Linked DNA regions of Hordeum vulgare: region 2 is linked to region 1. Evidence: chromatin contacts called from public HiChIP or PLAC-seq data. All regions are on one chromosome and are shown on one strand. Each heading gives the region's core, a stretch centred on a gene start, on an enhancer-like site or on the middle of the called end of the contact. The rest is flanking DNA. Distances are from core to core; before and after follow the strand shown.

Evidence for each region. HiChIP or PLAC-seq counts read pairs in DNA pulled down with a chosen protein or histone mark.
Region 2: an H3K4me3 HiChIP or PLAC-seq map of embryo shows a contact between it and region 1, with 6 times the contacts expected there. The contact joins the promoter of LOC123440348 here to the promoter of LOC123444594 in region 1. A contact is called at or near these places in 1 of 6 Hi-C or Micro-C datasets (seedling) and 1 of 1 datasets of contacts at active chromatin or transcription factors (embryo).

What each region holds. Positions count from the first base shown.
Region 1 is chr3H:513,074,940-513,078,574 of MorexV3_pseudomolecules_assembly, forward strand. It overlaps LOC123444594 (pentatricopeptide repeat-containing protein At3g13160, mitochondrial-like), which reads left to right and starts at 2,081. Exons shown (of 1, transcript XM_045121373.1): 1 at 2,081-3,635. The coding sequence starts at 2,105. The coding sequence ends at 3,541. LOC123440344 reads right to left here and starts at 1,885. Exons shown (of 1, transcript XM_045116916.1): 1 at 1,022-1,885. The coding sequence starts at 1,885. The coding sequence ends at 1,172.
Region 2 is chr3H:513,387,231-513,390,987 of MorexV3_pseudomolecules_assembly, forward strand. LOC123440348 (blue copper protein-like) reads right to left here and starts at 1,932. Exons shown (of 2, transcript XM_045116919.1): 1 at 1,720-1,932; 2 at 888-1,628. The coding sequence starts at 1,903. The coding sequence ends at 1,090.

The sequences.
Region 1 (3,635 bases), core at 831-3,330:
TCATTTGGTATGACATCACTAACAGGAATGGCAGCACCATCATTATCAGTACTTTGCTCAACCATTCTACGACCCTTTGGTTCACTCTTATATTTTTTCTCTTCCTCATCCTGCAAGCCCAAAATATCACATAACTGATCATCACTCAGTAGTTCAATTCTATCTTCGTCATCATGTGTCTCCACTATCTGCAAGTTATCCCAATCAACTTCTGAAAAAGGTGTTGCCTCAAACTATAACGGATCATCAATACTACTCCCCAACACGACCTCTGCTTCATGCCTACTTGAAACAATTCAGAAATCATGAACACAAGTTTGGGTTAGCGGTACATTATAGATGTGATTAGAAATTATCAAATACAAACAGTACACTACAGATGTAAATTGGCAGCCCTGGGACAATAAACAGTATGAGAACAGTTTACATCTTTTTCTTCATATTGATAGATGTAAGCAGTATACTACATATGTAAACTGTTTGTATGCAGATGTAAATTGTTTGTATTTATACCGTCCTTTTCATCTCTGAAAACTGCAGAAACTTAAACCGATCCTGGGACACATTGACAGTCCTTTTCATCTCTGAAAACTGTAGAAAGTGAAAGAATAGCAGCATTATACCGTTCAGAATCCATGAATAAGGCGTCGACGAGATCGATGGCAGACGACGTTGACGAGAGCATCGACGAGATCAGCGGCAGACGACGTTGACGAGAGCGTCGACGAGATCAACGGCAGACAACATTGACGAGAGCGTCGACGAGATCAGCGTCACGACGTTGACGAGATCGGCGGCGCACGATGTTGAAGAGATCGGCGGCCGCTGCATATAGGCGATTGGTGGCGCCAGCATACACGTATTCTGGGTAGCAGATGCGCGTTGTATCAATTCGGAGATCTCATACGTGAACATATAATCAGGGATAGTTTGGTATTTTCCTGTGTTTATAAATGTAAAAAAATAAAAAAAAATCACTAAAAGGAGGGAAGTGGTATGGTAATCAAGGAGCCAACGATCAGAGTGACAATTTTGCAAAGCCAACGTTGAAAGTGGCAATTTTGCGAAATCATGTATTGAAAATGGCAAATAACCAATTTTCTTCTTATTAGCCAAAGTAATCTTCTCTTTGATATCGAACCTAAATATTGTCCAAAAGAAACAAATGGAATCAATGGCGCTCCGAGTTGGCGCTGAGGATTACTATGCTGGTCGCGGAGACATCAAAGGTAGCATTCCTCACATCGACGAGGCGTGACTTTCTGAAGATGGAGGCGACGACGTTCAGGTCGACGCGCCGGTCGACAGCAACCGCGATCGCGCCGCCACGGCGGACGGTGCGCTCGATCTCAGACGCGAACCTGGACGGGAAGAGCGCGCCGGTGAAGGCCGCCGGGTCGCTGGAGAGGACGAGGTCGAAGGCGTCGTCGAAGAACGGGAGGTTGTGCGGGTCCGCACGGCGGACGAGGGGAGGGAAGTCAACGAGATCAACGCCGGTGACGTCCCCCACGCCGGCCACGCGGAGCGCGTCGACCGCTTGCCCCGCTCCGGCGGCGAGGCAGAGAACTCGGGAGGACCTACCGAGGAGGCGCAGCCGGCGGAGCGGATCGATGACGGACGCGGAGAGGGCCGCGTTGTGCCGCTTCCAGCGCGGGGAGGACCGGAGCTTGGCCAGGCGGGTGTCGGGGTCCACCACGCGGCGGGACGCGGCGTCGCAGGAGGTGCGGGGCAAGGGCGCCGTCGACAGCGAGAGGGAGGAATGGGCGAGCGAGCCGCCGAAGCAGGAGGCGGACGGGGAGCGGAACAGGTGCAGCAGGGCGGCGGTGGCCACGGCCGCCAGGGCGATCGCCACGCGGTTCAGCAGCCGCCGGACGTGCCTGTCCATTGCCGGCGCGGGTCGGTGGAGCCAGCGCCACCTCCGGGCTCCGGGTAATGGACCGGTATGTGCGTCCGAGGCTTTCTTCGTCGTGTTGGGCTGGGCTGGGCTGGGCTAACATTTTTACGGCCTAGTTAAGAAAGCAGGTGTATCGATGAGCCGGCAAAACCCTCCTTTGCCTATTCCCCACTCCTCTCGCCCCAAACCCCCACCGTACGCCGCCTTCACATGACCACCCCCGCCGCCGCTGCCGCCGCCGCCGCTACCGCCGCCTCCACCCGGGCGAACAGCCTCTCCCGTATCTTCTCCTCCTCCTCGCCAGTCATAAGCCCACCCAAGCGCAGTCCCAAGACCAAACGCGCGCCGACGCCGACGCCGACGCCGAAACCGCCCGCCGCCGATGCCGGCTCCATCGCGGACGAGAAGCCCCCGAAGCCCGTCGGCGCACAGCCCGCCGCCAAAGCTGAGTCCAACGCCAAGCACAAGCTCCCGAAGCCCCTTGGCATCATCCTCAAGGCCCTCATCCGGCAGCGCGACCCTGATAAGCTGGTCTCTGACTTCGTCCAAGCGTCAACCGTGTCGTCGCGCTTCCGCGACCGGCACCGCGTGTTCGAGGTGGCGGTGAGCCGGCTCAATTCCCTCGGCCGCCAAGACGGCATCGAGGCCATCATCGAAGCGCAGATGCCCTTCCTCGAGACCTCAGCCGAGGGATTCGCCGCGCGCCTCATCCGCCTCTACGGCCGTGCCTCCATGCCATCCCACGCGGCCGCAACCTTCCATAAGCTTCCAGCGCAGCATAAATCCACCATGACCTTCAACTCCGTTCTTTCCGCGTACGCCGATGCCGGAGATTTTGACGGGCTCACTGCTGCATTCCAGGAGATCCCAGCCACCCACCCCTCGATTGTTCCCACCGTATACTCTTACAACGTACTCATCCACGCATTGTGCCAGAAGCCCGACATCTCAGCTGCTCTCGACGCTGTCCATCTCATGGAGAAGCACGGTATTCCACCTGACATTATTACCTTCAACACGCTATTGAATGGGTTTTGCAACAATGGCCGCGTGCATGAAGCAGAGACAGTATGGGAGATGATCAAGGAGAGGAATTTAGAGCCAGACGCCAAGTGCTACAATGCCAAGCTGCGGGGTTTGGTTGCAGAAGGGAGGATTGATGATGCAGCTGCTGTGCTTGAGAGGTTGGAGAAGGACGGACCAAAACCTGATACAGTATCCTACAATGAGTTGATTCGAGGATATTGCAAAGCCGGGAGGTTACAGGAGGCCAAGAAGCTGTATGATGATTTGGTAAAAAATGAGTGCACCCCAAATAAGGGAACATATGAGACTCTCCTGCCACAGCTTCTGCAGGCTGGAGAGCTGGATTGTGCATTGACGTACTGTTATAAAATCTTTAGTGATAAAAGGAACCTTAGAGTGGAGTGTGGTGTGCTGCAGGATGTAGTGAATGCTTTGGTAGATGTATCAAGGGTGGAGGAGGCTGCCAAGATTGTTGTGCTCGGGCGGAAGAAGTACTACCCCCGAAAGGGTTTGAGGATGCCTGATAGGACAAAAGACAGTGAATTAAGAGCTGAAACTGATGAGGAAGAAGCAATATCAGAAGAAGAGGAGTGTGAAGTGGAGCATGAGACTGAAAAATAAAATTCGTAGGTCAGGCTTTTACTGATGCATGCCAAATTTCACCATGGCCTGTTTTACTCAGTTCCTCTGTTAGCATGATAGAACAAAAAGTGCA
Region 2 (3,757 bases), core at 682-3,181, 310 kb after region 1:
TAGAAACGTTTGTACATTCTTTTGTAATAGAGTTTATTATAGAATATTTTCTGCAACAAAGGTCATGTTGTGGGAATATCTATATAATTTTATTTACATCAGAGTTTGTTATAAAATATTTTCTATAATAAAGATCATGCTGCGGAAACATCTATATAATTTTATTTACAACAGAGTTTGTTATAGAATATTTTCTGCAACAAAGTTCGTGTTACTGAAATATCTATAGAATTTTATTTTGTAACAAAGTTTGTTATAAAATATTTTTACAGTAGAAATCATGTTGTAGAAATGTTTGTATATTTTTTGACAGTAGAAATCATGTTGTAGAAACGTATGTAATTTTTTTATAACACGGGTCTTGTTATAGTAAATTTTTACAACAAAGATAATGTTGCAGAAAATGTACGAAGACGGCGGCACCATCGAAGGTTGCGACATTGAACGACGGAGACGGCGGACAAGGCTCCAACGATGGCGTGCCTTGCGCAGGTCAAACAAGAAGATATTGTTTGCCCTTCATGTGGTCGGTCCGATCAAAGCGAATCAGATGGTTGGTCACGTGGCGGATGCAGCACGCGGGATCAGCCAATTGATTTAGATCATTTTCCATTTTTTAAAGCAGCACAATTTTTTTTTAAAACTTACTCTAGTTACTTCCTTCATCACAGTTTATAAGGCATGCACGTGTACCTAGATCGTTAATTTGACTTATATAAAATATAATATTTTAACATAAAAATTATATCATTAGAAAATAGAACATCTAAAGTTTCTAATGATATATTTTTTGTAATATATGCCTCTTATTAAGTTGGTCAAATTAGCGATCTAGATACACGTGCCGGACTTATAAACTGAAATGGAGGGAGTATGAGGAACTCTAGTAAAACAAGGAAACATGACAATACATTTTTTGGACAGAGGAGGACTAGCTGACGGTGCCAGTAATCTCGTCCCAGAGACTGCATATAGCTCACCATAACGAGCAATTATTATCAGGTCTCTCAACAATTCTCACCTCACAACCTTAACACACAATACAATGGATGTAACACATCTGATGGTATGATCTACAACCTCGCAAACTCATAGAGCCAGAACGGCGAACCATAGAGCTACCAGCCCAAGTGCTGCAGAGCCCCATTGTCCATGCCACACGGCAGCAGTGTCCGACGACATCGGCAGAGATGCAGCTGGAGAGGACATGGGCGCCAGCGTCGCGAGCGGGAAGTACGCTTCCGCGGGCTCCACCGTGGGCGCAGCTGTAGGTGGGGCGTGCCTCTTCTTGTGCCTCTTGTGCCCTGCATGTCTTGGCGGTTCAGCCGCGGGTGCCGGAGCCGGTGGCCATGTCCCCGGAACTGGTGACGGTGGCGTAGGTGCCGGTGGCAGCTGCGGCGGCGAGCTGGGTGCCGTGGGTGCAGGGCGGTCGGCGACGTCCACCTCCAGCTTCATTCCGTTCTGGCAGTGGCCCGGCCCGCCGCAGATGAAGTAGCGCTTCCCCGGCGCCGTGAGCGCGATGGTGGTGGTGCCGCTGTTGTCGATGATCACAGGGTTGGCCGTGGAGCACGCCTCGTAGTCGTCGCCGGTCACTTCAAGGACGTTGTGGTTCGAGCTGTACTTGAACGCTGCATAGTTTTGCCGCAGAAGAACGTTACTAGCAGGAACTGCAATGCACAATCACAACCAGTTTACGTCGTGCGTGTTGATGATACTCACTCAGGGTGTCTCCGGGAACAAAGGTGCGGGCCGAAGCCCAGGACTTGTAGTCCGTCTTTCCCTGCCAGCCGCCGGTTGGGTCGCCGACGATGTAGTCGGCAGCGGCGACCACGTGCACCAGCGATACCAGCGCGGCGATGCAAACCGCCGTCTTCGTCGCCGCCATCTTCGTAGCAGAAGGCATGTTCTGGTGTCTGAGGTAGCCGAAGGTGCACTCCGAGCCCTATATATAGGGCAACCACAACCAGCGTGCAAGGGACAGCTAGAGCTTCGTGTGTCGGCAGACCAGAAGAGGCAAGGCCAAGGGGTTTGGTACGCGTCACAGACCAGAACAACCAGTAGAACAGATCCACGTTTTGGAGCATGCATCGGCGCCCTGTGCATACGTCCGTTTCCTGCATCCGGTCCGGCCGATCATGCAGCTCTTGAGCACGTAGAGGCTGCCGCAACGCGTTCGGCCGCTGGCTGACAAGCGTTTCCGGCCGCAGTGGCCTGCCCACTGGCACCGGCGCGCGGCAGCGGCATGTTCCTGGCGGTGTAAAGTAACAGGAAAAGAATGTTCAACCGAGCCGCGGGTCGCGCGTGCGCCGGCCGCACGTCGCCTTTTCACCGCTGCGTGTATGGTGGTCACGCAGGACATTCCCCTCGTGAACGGGCAACCTAGAGTTCACGCTGGAATCTACGCTGGCGCAGGATCCGGCCAAGAGCGTGGGGAGTGGATGGAACACTCGAGAGCACGGCGCGGTCCAGAGCATGTGCGATCGGGCCGCAGCCGCAGCGGCTTGCCGATGGATCGAGCACCACGGAGATGGCGCCAACCGATACATCCCAGAGCGTGCGCCCAAGGCGGAGGACTGGTGCGGTGGATGCGCGGCAAGGGTCGCCTGGTCATGTCAGAGTTTCTTCAGGCTTGTTACTGGGTTCTGAACTTCAGAATTCAGAAAAAAAATTACGCCTGATTTTACAGCGTAGGGAATTCAACGGCGTGAGGGTTTCTTCTTCTTCCTTTAGCAGGGGAGCTTGAAGCCCATGTACTGCCCTCTCGTGTCCTGCGCCCATACACGATTGAACTGCACCGGAGCAAGCGATCACGATGGAGCTGAGCGCCCAGATGCCAAAAGCATCTCCAGCCCCACATGAGGCGTGGGCCTGCTACGCATCCACCGGTGGATGTTTAATAAACATCCGCCATTTGGGGAGCCGTCCGATCTACGCGTAGCCGTTCGATCCGCTCCGGCCAGGCACCCCATAATTCCTGAAACGATGGATGAGGTGCAGAAATTTTCGCTTTGTTGCAAGAATAAACTATGAACCCGTTAATTCCTGAAACAACGGTCGAGTTTCAGAAACAATTTGCTTGTTGCAGAATTATTTTTTCTTCGCCTTTGTGCAACATAGGTACTTTTACGGAAGAATTTTTTGCAACAAAGGTCATGTTTCAGGAATTTTTGCAAACAAAAGTCAAGGAGCTGCTCTATGCCGACGACCACGTGGTCGACTAGCTCGACTGCTACAGGCTACAACACCAACACCAGCACGAGCTCCTGCAGCTCGCCAGGGTCCCGAGGTGCGGCGCCTGACCAGCACCAGCACGAGCTCCTGCAGCTTGCCAGGGACCCGAGGTGCGGCGCCTGACCAGCACCAGCACGAGCTCCTGCAGCTCGCCAGGGGGCCGAGGTGCGGCGCCTGACCAGCACCAGCACGAGCTCCTGCAGCTCGCCAGGGGGCTGAAGTGCGGCGCCTGATTCCATTCCTGCTCAAGCTCATGGAGCACGCGCGAGGGGAAAAGGGGACGGGCGTACCTGCTTGGGGTGGTACTGGCCGCCGCCGCCATCGAAGGAGTAGTCGTCGTCACGGCGAGCCCGGGCCGCGCCGTCGCCTCTCGAGAGCCTCCCCAGATCCACTAGTCGCCCGCCTCCTCTGAATAGATCGTGCAGCTTCGGACCGTTTCCTGAAACTACGCTCTAGTTTCAGAAAAACGGTGAGGTCATTTCTCCGATGGGTGCGGGATCTGGTCCGTCAGATGGATGCCAGATCG